Regions from separate parts of the Mus musculus genome. Here region 1 is linked to region 2. The links are chromatin contacts, called in public ChIA-PET maps. All regions are on one chromosome and are shown on one strand. The core of a region is the stretch at or near the end of the contact, and the rest is flanking DNA. Distances in the headings are between cores, read along the strand shown. Region 1 holds the start of Tmem243 (transmembrane protein 243, mitochondrial). Region 2 overlaps Abcb1a (ATP-binding cassette, sub-family B (MDR/TAP), member 1A).

What was found. ChIA-PET counts read pairs in DNA pulled down with a chosen protein or histone mark.
Region 1: an RNA polymerase II ChIA-PET map of memory CD8 T cells shows a contact between it and region 2, with 78 read pairs. The contact joins the promoter of Tmem243 here to the enhancer-like site in region 2. A contact is called at or near these places in 2 of 39 promoter capture datasets (the C10 cell line and stem cell-derived epiblast-like cells) and 5 of 115 datasets of contacts at active chromatin or transcription factors (bone marrow-derived macrophages, effector CD8 T cells, memory CD8 T cells and 2 more).

Annotation. Positions count from the first base shown.
Region 1 is chr5:9,098,785-9,102,098 of GRCm38.p6, forward strand. Tmem243 (transmembrane protein 243, mitochondrial) reads left to right here and starts at 1,953. Exons shown (of 5, transcript NM_001081029.1): 1 at 1,953-2,075; 2 at 2,433-2,611. The coding sequence starts at 2,534.
Region 2 is chr5:8,673,555-8,676,770 of GRCm38.p6, forward strand. It overlaps Abcb1a (ATP-binding cassette, sub-family B (MDR/TAP), member 1A), which reads left to right. Exons shown (of 30, transcript NM_011076.3): 6 at 1,129-1,288. Among named protein-coding and RNA genes, the nearest start is that of Gm31157, 21 kb to the right of the region's middle. Within about 2 kb of position 1,902, at least 93 of the 459 cell types and tissues checked have an H3K27ac peak or open chromatin away from gene starts, as enhancers often do. A contact at or near this core is called in bone marrow-derived macrophages, effector CD8 T cells, memory CD8 T cells and 1 more, where this site is marked.

The DNA.
Region 1 (3,314 bases), core at 703-3,202, 430 kb after region 2:
GAGAAATTTTAATTCCGGGAAGAAGGCTGACAGACTTTAGTAAAAACAAAAATTTTAGTTTAAAAATACGTTGTTTGGGAGCCTGGAAAGATGACTCAGCATTTAAGAGCGCTCACTACTCTTGTAGCGGACCTAATTTTGGATCCCAGCACCGATGGTTGGGTGGCTTTCAGCTGCTTGTAACTCCATATTGAAGGAAATTCACACCCTTCTGGCCTCCTTGGCTGGAAGCACATATGTGGAAGCACATGCATGCACATGCACACACACAGTTAATAAAATCTTTTGAAATATGTCATCTAACTCTAACTGGCATTAGAGATGTTTGTGAACCACATGCAGATGCTAGGAAACAAACCTAGGCCCTCAGCAAAAGCAATAAGCATGCTTAGCTGATGAGCAGTCCCTGAAAGTTTTAGTAGTTTTTGGTGAACCAAAGTAATATTTTCCCGAGGAGCCAGTGAGGTTTCTGGTTTGAAAACAATTATGTACAAGTAGAACCAGGAGAGAGTTACTCTGTTCAGTCGACAGAACGATTTCTGCCCGGCCTGTGACCTAAATATGAATATTCTAAATGCTTCCTCCCCACCCAGTCACCACAGCAGCAGAGCACAGAGGTGAATATAATTTCCAAATATGTATGTTACCTATTTTACTATAAAACGTTGCCTATATGTTCTCTTGTTTCTCAAATAACTATACTTTAAAAAATATACTTGTATTTAAAGTCTTTATTTTTTCCCAGAATAATATTTCCAGAACTTTAACCTTTCAGAATTTTAGACTTTATGGATTTTGATTTGACTGTATATCAAATTTGGTATTATGGCATCTTTTGGGGTTGTTGACCAAGGCCCATAATTACTGTGTTATTTTGGTGGATAGTTGCTTAGCACACAGCAGATTCTCAAAGTATTGTTAGTTTTTATTTTATTATTTTGAGACAGGGTCTTGCTACTTAGTCTAGACTGTCCCTAATATTCAAAGGATTACAGCCTAGAGCCTCAAAAATATTTTTTGTTGAATGAAACTGAATATAAGTAAGTGAATTAATTTGTAGGACCTTTTAATATGAATCTTTAAATAGAACTTTTAATAGAAGTGGGTGCTGGATTATGTAGTATTGCTGTTGTTAAGGTAAAGTCGCGAGTAAACAGCTAATTTGTAAAACACGTGTAATGATTGGGCAATGGGGATATGTATAATACTTACGTGTACTCAGGGCTGGAAGTTCGTTGTGGTTGTTATTCCATCCCTTGTTCTAAACTGTTGCGTGGCACTGGAACCCATGTCTAGATTCTAAGCGTTCGTGGAGGTATCGCTTCAGCTTAGAGTCTCCTGCACACTAACACTTTCCGAACTTTCTTGAATCTAGCTAGGTATTAGTGTCAGCCCAATCCTATTAGTGTAGTTGTTTGGTTTTTAGCTTTTAGGAAGAACTTCAAATGTAGAGCGACGGTACTTGTGCAGCTTGTCCATTCCATTCAGCTCTCTAAGCCCCAAGACTCCAAAAAGGCCCAAGATGCGAAGCTCTGGCCTGTGGCAGCACCCCCACTGGACCAGGCAACGAAATACCTAACTGTTTATGTAAACTAGGACCTCTTATTCTGTGTGTAATACAGAATAAAACACGCATACACGATTGCCTCCGATACTGTAAAGTGTCCACATCCAAATCCTGGAGTGGTCGAAGCAGGTTGTCGGGTTTTAAGACGCCAAATTCGAGTCGGTCTTCAGAACCCTGCTTTAGCCACTACGTGCACCGCGCAGCCGCCAATTGCCAAGAGGCGGAGAAACGCTTGGCAGCGGGGACCCGCGCCTCGGTGGGACGACCCGCACCTCTGTAAATAAAGCTCTGCAGCCCAGGCGGCGCCTCTGCCCGTGGGATTGGCTGCCTGAGTCGTGACGCGATCTGGGCGGGCCCGACCGGTTTGCGACAGTGGCCGCAGGTCCCGGACCGGAGAGCCCGGGGGGACTCGCCGCACGGCGCCGGCGTCCGGCCGGCGTGTGGGGGCCACGGCTCGGGGTCGCGGCCGCTGCCTGGATCCGCCGCGCGCGCGGCGCGGGACGCCGAGGTCTGGCTTGCGGGCGCAGCCGGGGCTGCGGGGAGCACGGGGGACGGGACGCGAGCGGGCGGATGCGGAGCTCTCAGCCGAGCTAGGGTGGTGTGCGGGGCCGCCCGGCCCGCAACTTCACTCCCGCCGCCCCGCCGCGCGGGGGACTCGCGCCAGGCAAACTTTCTCCCGGTGGAGCCCCGGCCGAGATTGGGGGCGGCGGGCGCGGGCGGGGCGGCGGCCAAGCGCTGTTTGTTTCCTTTCACTTCCCGCGGCGGCCGCTGGAGATGAGGACGGCGGGGCTGGGGCGGAGCGGCCAGGGGCCCCCGGGAGTGACAGTCGCCCCGTCGGGATTTCCCGCCCTCCCCACCCCCCCAGGGCCCGGGCCATGCGTGCGCCGTGAGGGGCGGGCGTCCGGACTTCGCGAGCTGATGCGGACTCGCTTTTGAGCGTCCGGGGACGAGCGAAGCAGCCCTAAAATGGAGGACTTTGCTACCAGGACCTACGGGACCAGCGGCCTGGATAACAGACCTCTGTTCGGGGAGACGTCTGCCAAGGTGAGTGCGGGAGTGGGCCCCGGGCCAGAGTGCGAGAATCCCGCCTCCCTCCACCCCGCTGGCTCCTTGCAGCCTGCCTGGAGGGTACTTGGAAGTGGGAAGAACTGTTCTTGCCGTCCCGCCCCTCTCTTGGGATGTTTGCCCTGCACTCTGCACCAAGAGCAGTTTGGAGTGGAGAAAAGTTCAGAAAGTTCTGGGCAGTTTGTGGGAAGCCCTTACGGAGAGTGCGGAAACCCCACCGTGGAGGGAAAGTCCTGCGAAGGTTGCATAAGCGCACTTTCCAGCTCCACACTTCAGGTGTGCGTCCAGGGCTTTAGTGGTTTCAGGAGTGCATCGAGAGCCCAGGGTTGCTTCTGATGATTGCTTACCTAGAGTTCTTAAGAGGATGAGGATGTGAAGCAGCTCCATGAAGGTGGATGTTGGCCACAATCCCAGGAGGTGATCAAACAAAGGGTCCCAGCTCTCAAATAGGCAGAGGCACTAACCGTTTTCTAGAAGCTTGACTAGATAGAGCCTCTGGCCTGCAGTCAACAAAAGTCTTTCTCTGTACTTAGCGTTAACTTTCTGAAACTTGCTCCCCACCCCCAGCCCCCTTGCCTTGGGGACAATCAAGAAACTCTGTATTCAGCATAAAACTTTCTCAGAAGTCAGGGCAAGATTAACCTGTAGCTCTCTTACCCTCCCCCCCCCCCCACTTGTAAAT
Region 2 (3,216 bases), core at 652-3,151:
ATATATGCTCTAAACTATTGGTTTCTGCTTCTGTGTTTTTGTATTCCCAGATCCTGGATTTTTACTTTGGTTTACATTTCCTGCCTAGGGGTGACTTTTTACCCAATTTCTTCCCTACATTAAAAAGCTCTTGCTTATAGCTACATGTATACACATGCCAACCACCTGTTTCTGAGCTTGTGCATAGACTATCATACCTATTTTTGTATTGTTGCCTGATCTCTGCTCTTCATGTTTCTTTTATCTCCTGCTAGACTTTCTACCTAGTTTTTCTCACATGATGATAAACATGTTCTCTGTAGCTAAATGGTACATCCCATGACAACCGTTTTTCACAGGAACTGTTTGTAGACTCTCGTAGTTGGCTTGGTACTTTCTATTTTCATTTTCTCATATTCTTTTCCTTTTCTCAAATCATTTAAAAGTATGAATTGTCCCCTAGATGGACCCTGGGCTTAATTATTGTTTATTATGCTTCCTCCTCACATCACTTTTTGGATTCTGAGAAGCCTTCTTTTCCTTCCTATTCTTTGCCTATGGTTAGAGACATGTCCATCTGTATTAGTCTTTCATTATGACCATATTCTACATCTTAAGGAAGAGGCTCTGGGGAAATATTCATCTAAGTAATTATTTTTTCCTTTCCAAATATGTTGAAATTATTTTGCAGCTAAAATAATATCATTGTACAATAGATCTTTAATCAAAGATAACTTAGCAAAATGTTTCTTCCATGGTGTCTTAAAGGGAGCCTTGGGAATTCAGGGTTTTTCTATGAAGTAAAAAGTGATGTCTAGGCTTAGAAACTAGAGCAGTTTCTAAACTATCTCTATCTCTGCTACCATCTCATTAATAACTTTTATATTTCTCTCATCTAAAAAGAGAAGACAGGTTACTCCAATATGAAGAATTAATACAGAATTCAATAAATGAGTCAAACGCCCATTCTTTTTCTTTTTTCTTTTTATTAAGCTATTGTAGTAATAGGGTGGAGGGCAAAGAGGCAAAGACAAGAGGGCAGCTTAGACTAGTAGCTAGCAGTCTGGCAAAAATATTTGTGTTTTGGGTGTAGAGGAAAACATCCATGAAACTATCTGATGTCCATGGTTTATTTTCTTCTCTTTGCAGTTTCGTTATGCAGGTTGGCTGGACAGGTTGTACATGCTGGTGGGAACTCTGGCTGCTATTATCCATGGAGTGGCGCTCCCACTTATGATGCTGATCTTTGGTGACATGACAGATAGCTTTGCAAGTGTAGGAAACGTCTCTAAAAACAGTACTAATATGAGTAAGTATTGTTTGTGGTACAAATTGTACTGGAAATGTGCAAAAAAATCACTCATCTAGAGTAATTATTTGTGGGGCCTTAAAAGGATACACTTCAGTGTTTAGTGGTCTATGTGGTGGGTGCTGTACATTCTAGTTCACCCTTGTAGTGAACTTGAGAAGCTGATACAAGCATTAGCCCAACAGAGGTATGTAAAAATAGAGAGGGGATCTCTGAAGTCAGAAATGTCCCAGAGAGCTTGAGGAAAAAGTACAGGAATCTCCTCAGGTCCTTGAATGATAAGCTGGGGTAGTTAAGAGAGGCTGTGGTAGCTTTGATGCTGGCTGTAAGAGAAGTGTCTAGGATGATTCTAGGGTATTTAATATGAGAAACTAGAAGAACATAATTGTTCTCAAGATGAGAAAGATGAAAGCAGCAAAGATTTTAGCAGCCGTAAGTATCGGCAGTTGTGTTTTGTATATTGTTATAGTTGTTGGCCAAGAGAAGTGTAAAGAGATTTGTTAGGATTTGTGACAAAGGATAAGGTCCAGCATGCAGGTACTGATGTGTGCATAAGCTAGGTGCAAGAGTTTATCCTCAAAAAACAGGAAGCCGTAGAGAATATCGAGCAAGTGTCCAAAGGTAGACACATGAGGAGGCAGCCTGTGAGAAAGTTCTCATGACAGCAGAGCCTTTCATTTGTCAATGATTTGTTCCAATGGATACAGAACCATGGATAGCACAGAAACCTGCATATATTATATTTTCATATGCATAAATATCCATGATAAATAATTTATAAATTAATCACAGTAAGAGATTAATGACAGCAATAATAGAATAAATATAACAATATGTTACTTTCAACACTATGTGAATGTGGTCTCTCTGTTTTTCTTAAAACGCCTAACTATGCTGCTCTCTGCCCTCTTCCTCTTGTGATGACGTGAGATATTACAGTCTCATGATTTACTGCAGGAAACTGAAACCACAAAAAGCCTAAGTGTGGTGAAGAAGTTCTTGCACTTCAATTTTCTCATGATTTTGAAAGTAAGAAACTTGCTTCATAAGAAATGAGAGCAGAAAGTGAACAGACTATTGAAAGAATTTGTATGCTACACACTTGAACCGGAGAAAGACAGGTTAATAGCTCTATGCTTCGATCTGAAGGATACCTGAGTCAAGCAGAGATTGAATTAAACTAAATGAAACTTCCCAAAGACTTATAGCTCAGTTTCTACACTTAAGAAGGCATGAGGCTGTGGCTCAGTGGTAGAGTATTCACCTACCAAGCAAGAAGCCCTAGGTTCAGTTCCTAGTACTACCCCTAAACAAACACCTCAGAACTATTCAGATACTTCTTGGATTATAAGACCCTTTAACATTTGGAATTTTGTTTTTATTTGATGCCAGAGATTAAACCCAAGGCCTTGCATGTCAACATCTAAATTTTAGGTCTCTTGTGCATGCAATGATTCATTTCCCTAGAAATAGTCATACAAACAATGATACAAACATTTATGGAATCGTTGGTATTTGACATTGGCCATGGAAACTATTTCTTTTTAGTTCCAAAGAACCCATAACCTACCCGAGGTAGGGCTACTTGAATCCTGTTAATACAAATAATGGTTTGAGCTGGAAGTTTTTTATTTTTTTTAAGTAATATAAAATTTATATGCTTCCCCCACCTTCATAATATTCAAACAGCTTATAAGAATATCCTGTGCCAACATTGACCTGTCATATCTCCTTTGTAACATTCACTGATAAAAAGCCCTCAATGCCTTCTGAATTCCTTAGTTCCTGTACACTCTATAATTTGCAGCAAATTATGGAGTTGGCTATCTCATTGACTTCTAGTCGAAGAGGTTCATCGTTCATTGGTCTCTGGTATCTTGGCAAACACAATACATGCATTTTTGTCATTCTAACCTCACCCAGTGTTT